2 separate regions of the Gossypium arboreum genome follow, and region 1 is linked to region 2. A link is a contact called in public Hi-C data. All regions are on one chromosome and are shown on one strand. The core of a region is the stretch at or near the end of the contact, and the rest is flanking DNA. Distances in the headings are between cores, read along the strand shown.

The links. Hi-C and Micro-C count contacts between places; a contact is called where the count stands out from the background.
Region 1: a Hi-C map of leaf shows a contact between it and region 2, with 4 times the contacts expected there. The contact joins the promoter of LOC108463332 here to the promoter of LOC108467831 in region 2. A contact is called at or near these places in 2 of 5 Hi-C or Micro-C datasets (both in leaf).

The regions. Positions count from the first base shown.
Region 1 is chr13:104,311,337-104,314,060 of ASM2569848v2, forward strand. It overlaps LOC108463332 (22.0 kDa class IV heat shock protein-like), which reads right to left and starts at 1,441. Exons shown (of 1, transcript XM_017763283.2): 1 at 639-1,441. The coding sequence starts at 1,291. The coding sequence ends at 791.
Region 2 is chr13:103,810,349-103,813,215 of ASM2569848v2, forward strand. LOC108467831 (vesicle transport protein GOT1) reads left to right here and starts at 1,428. Exons shown (of 7, transcript XM_017768627.2): 1 at 1,428-1,733; 2 at 1,955-2,011. The coding sequence starts at 1,981.

The sequences.
Region 1 (2,724 bases), core at 191-2,690, 500 kb after region 2:
TAATTATTTTATAAAAATTAAATTATTGAAACTTTATCAATATAAAAATAATATTAAAATAAATAGCATAATATGGATTTATTAAATTTGTAAAAATTATAAATATCTTTAATAAAATAAAAATATATTGTAATAAATAAAATTAATTTTTGAAATTTAAATTCTTTATTTTATAATGAAATTGTGTGCTTTAAATAAATTAAAATCATGAGAAATTAAAAAAACACTTTGAATAAAATTTAAAAAAATTAAACTACTCAAATCTCTTCAATTCCTCACAAATTTTAAAATTCTCTCTTATATTTATCTAAATAAATAAATTCTTTTTAAAATTTTTAAAACTTAAGTATAAATAAAATTTATTTTTAAATCTCCTATCCAAGCACATCCTCAAATAAATAAATTAATTTTTAAATTTCTGAAAGTTAATATTATAAATTATATAAATGAAAATGATTCTGCCTTCGTGTAGCATATCGAGGTTGAAATATCTTTAAACACATTTAACAAAACAAACCTTGAGAGAGAGGAGCAGACAAAGATGATTCGTTAGGAAAACATAATAGCATCGTGAAAATCAAATTTTAGGTACACCAATATCTTACATTGCATTACGTTACATTATAATTTTGATAATATTTTTATTCAATTTTAGTAATTATTTTCTCATATATATTCATCTACATAAACAGGCTGGAAAAAGTTTTGAAAGCCATGAAAAACAATTCAAGGATGGGTCTAAAGCCCCTGCTTGGCATCGTTACCCTGAAGCTTGGGTGCTTAGTTAGCCTCACCAAGCAATGTGGACAACCCTCGGACCCTTAATCTTATCGGGAGACAACTTGGCCAATGACAAAGTAAGCACCCCATTTTCAAGCTTAGCCTTTACAGTGTCCAAGTCTACGTTCTCAGGCAGCCTAAATTGTCTCCAAAACTTGCCATAGGAGCGTTCTACCCTGTGCCAATGATCGCCCTTCTTCTCTTCCTCTCTCTTCCTTTCCCCGCTCACCCTCAGCACACGGTTCTCTTCCACTTCAATCTTCAGCTCTTCCTTCTTCAACCCCGGCACATCCAACATTATCCTATGCCCCTCCGCTGTTTCCTTCCAGTCCACCCTGGCTGGAGACAGTGCCAAGCTCTCGTCCCTCTCCAGGGTAAGTGGGATTTGCTCTAACACTCGGGACGGATCAGGCAATAACAGACTGCCACTCCCTGGATCCATGAATGGCAGCAAACTCGATCCATTGCATAGGCCAACATAACACGCCAAGAGCAACAGCAAGAGCCTCATTGTGTATATATGCTGAGTAAGAGTGAACTAGATTTCTTGAATTGGAAGTCTGGAACTAGTGACTTAAAGGGAACGCTACTTCAATGTTAAATTCTATTGCCATTGTAAGAAGATTTGAGGGGATATTTATATGTGGATAAAAGTAGTGAAATTCTTGAAATTTCTGATAATGTAATTAATTTGTAAGAAACTGGGAAGATTCTAGCGATAACTAAACTCAGCAGCACAGTGCGAATCGAAAAAAGAGCAGCCGATAGGCTAGGTTCTAGAGTCTTTCATGTCTAATTACCTTTGTCTATTGGATCTATTCCAAGTTTCCTCCACAGCCCTAGTCTAGTCGGATTTAATATTTCTTTTGTTTGTATTATTATATTATATGGTTTTAGCAAAAAGATATAGCCCTTCCTTTTGGACTGGAGGGAAGATAGGTCCCAAGTTTGGATTATCATAAGGCAAGCTTTCCGTGGGCTTAGCATTAAAACTAGTTTGGATCAACATCGAAGGCCTTATGCTTTCCGGGACTAATTGCCTGCTATTCATTTGAAGGCAAGGTGAGGACAAGCCTAAGAACTACTTACTAGAACCTGCAATACTGGCTTTTGCTTGACGTGTTTCTTATTTCTATAAATGATCATATATGGATATTAGAACATTTTAACAAACAGTGTTTTGTTGTTAAGAGTTTTGACATGTTGGAAAAACTGCAAGGAACACATCAATCAGTCATGGACCATGGTGTCCTTTGCAATGCTTTAGCCAAAGCCTGGTTGCACCACATCAATAATGGTTTTCCCAAGAAAATATTCAGCGGTTTCATATTTGTGTAAACTGTAAAGTTCAACTTAAAATTTAAGAATGAGTATCATTTTAAAGTTCAATTTAATGTAAAGAATGAATTATTTTACATCTTTTTGCTTGATAGCTCCAACTTAAGTTGAACCAAATAAATATGGTTTTGTAAAAAATAGAACAATACAGTTCCATAGAAAGATTAACACGTTCTTGGCTTAGTAGTAAAATGTTATGTTGTGTTTGCTTGAGATGGCAGCATGAAGCATTGACAGACATTATTAGATTATAAATTCTGTTAGTCTGTTACTAATTTGTCATACAGGCTGGAATATTGTTAGTAAGTGGTTAGCAACAGTTAGTCATAACAGTCAGTCATACGAGTATAACAAATTAGTAACAGACTAACAGAGTCTATACTCTAATAGACATTATGAATAGTTACTACCCTCAGTCGCCATTGCTTCTCACTTTGTAATTGACAATTAGATATCTAAAGATTTACTTTTTGTCTCCCATATTTTTTTCACATGTTCACCTGACACTCACTTTTTCGTGTTTCGTTTACTACTTTTAAATCCTATCTTTACAATAACATTTTTAATTAAAAAATTATTTTCAAAAGAAAATAACAGCAAAATTTC
Region 2 (2,867 bases), core at 178-2,677:
AGCCTCGTCCACTCCACACAAACATGGGCGCTTAGATATACCCAAATATCCCAAAACATCAAACATGGCTTGTATTAAAGTCAAATTTGGATTTAGTAACAGACTTTGCGACCCAACACGACTTTTGTAAGCCCAAAGAAAAGTGCTCGTTAGTGGACTGGCCATAGAATTGTTTGGTTTTTGCCCCATCACAACAAACCCGACAGTCCCCTCGTTTTCCTTTTTAACTTTTGAAATTTGAACACTGCCAGAATCTTGGCATTCTGTTCCATCAATGTCACGAGTCTCATAATTCATAGCCACTTTCTTAGTTGTCGTCACTAAGGTTTCATGTTTTCTAATTGCTGAAGTTAGTGGCAGCACAAAATACGACGCCTTGCACTTCAGTTCAATGAGAACAAGACATGCATATATTGTTGAATGGAAGAGCTTATTATTGATGTGCATAAATTGTCACTATTTCTGTTTCCTCTTGATTTCTTCTGATTCCCGATGACCCATTTCTGTAAGGCACCTGTAGTATAGAGTTGGATCCATGGCCTTCACATTTTGTGTTAACTGTTGGAACACCTTGTTATTTGGGTGCAGAGGGGCCTGATCTGGATCCATATTCTCCACCACCTCATCCTGTTCTCCTATAACTATAATTTCTTTTTGACAATTAGTAACTGGCCAATATCTTAGAATCTCCCTAACCACCACTTCCCCAAGTACAAACTGAGAAATGCAATAAGCCAGCTGCTTATGCTGAACTTGCAAACTTGCAAGCTACTGGTGTTGTACTGTGGGAGAAGCACTCTCGTCAACAACAGCTTGTGGTTCTCTTTTAATGGAACTACAAAGCCATTGATGATGCTTCCCTCGCCGACACCGCAATGCTTGTCAGTGTAAAAACACATCGTTTATTGCTTTTCTCATGAATGATGTATAGAAGGTCTTCACTCCTTGGATTTATTGCAAATGCAGATTGGTGTTGACGACTATATATTAATTAATTTGATAGAAAATCAGTCCTTACAGGCTTAGCTAAAAAGGAGAGTAAGCAACAAAAAACACGAGATGTTTTATAGAGGAGAGATGTTGTAATATCAGATAGCAACACAGTAATGAGTATTTCTGGACTCAACAATGAGAGGTTAATTATAAATGATATCATAATTAATAGATTGGAAGCATTAGCAGCTACCTTGTTCTAAACTAAGGACTCATCAAGCGGACTTTGAGAAGATCCACCACCAGACGGAGGAGATACTTTTACTAGGAATTACCCAAAGTCGGTCCAATCTGAATTAATCCACGCTTTTTCTAAGTTTTCATTATCTTGATTATTAAGGTTAATTCGGATTCCGGTTGTCAATAAACGAAATTAATATATTATATAATTTCAATTAATATAATATATAATATTCAGTTACAATATTTTAATACCAGAATGTGCATTTTTTAGCAATGCAGCAATGGAAAAGCTTCTGCTTCTGCTACTACAAGTGGTCACATAAACTTTACATTGCCTCTTTTGATGGACTGCTTTTGGAAAATATAAGTTGATGATGAGGAGTTTTATGTCATTTCAGTTACTTCTCATGTAAACAGAGATGCTAAATAAAAAATTTTAAAATTTTATATATTTTTGTTATCTCAAGTATTTTTTCAACTTGTTTTATTTACATTAACTCGCGGCTCCCTCTTTCGCTCGCTCGCTTCCCATTTCTGAATTTCTCAATCACTTTCAGGTAGTTGTTTCTTTTCTTTCTCTGTTTGATTACCGAGAAATTACTTCTTTTTCCTCTCTGTAAACAAACGGGATTTTTTATTTAAGATTTGTTTTTCTTCTTTTTTATGTGGAGTCTGTACTCTATTAGATCTGTATTTAATTATTAAATTCTGTTTTCCCCTTTTTTTCCCCTGATTCTATCACATGATTCCGTTTCTTATTTGTTTTGCTTTTTGAAAGTAACAGGTATCTGAAGAATCAGCAAAATGGTTTCCTTTGAAATGAATGATCGAAAAAGTGAGCTTTTATCTTCCATTTTCTGTGCTTTCTGTGCTTCTTTTCATTCAATTAACGCATCTATGAATCTGTGATTTTGTGAAACTTCTGTTCGGTGTGATACTTTTTTTTTTCCGATGGAGGTTTGATGCTTGAAATATGCATTGTGCAATCCCTAGAAATTTTTGTGAAATTCAGATCTCTGGACTTGGTTCATCGTTTATCTTGGGATTTTTATTTATTATTATGCATGTTGGTAAAATTTTGTAACTGCTGTTAAGTTAGGAAAGTCTTTGAAGTGTCCATGTTATTTTACGTTGAGGCAATCTGGGAATGATTTGATGTGCTAATTTATATTAGACGTTAAATTAGTATGGCAAAGTCAGTCGAATATATTTCCTTAGAAAGAATATTTTTTATTATTTATTATCCGAACAAATATTTTAGTAAGCTATTCGGAGTTGTTTGGTAAGTTATGCTGCTTTATTAAGAAACATATATTAACTGGTAATTCTAATAAATTGATGTTAGTCAAACTCCAAAATGATTTACTAGTGGAGCTCCGTTGATCACATTTGATGTGCGTAGATGGTGAAGGATTTCTAATTGATATGTACACCCCTTATTATTCAAAGTTCAAATATATAGGGTAGTTCAATAGGATGTAGTTCTCATTGTTAAATTTATTTATGCATGCATTTATGCTTGGTGAAGCGTGTGCACCACACCTTCTTGGAGTTGCTTATGATGGTGTTGTTTAAGTTGAACAAAATGACGAACCCTCTTACATGTGGATTTTGTATACAAATGCTAATGGAAACAGTTTAGGGTTATTGCAATTTCATAGGAGTATTGCAGAATATCTTACAATATGTAA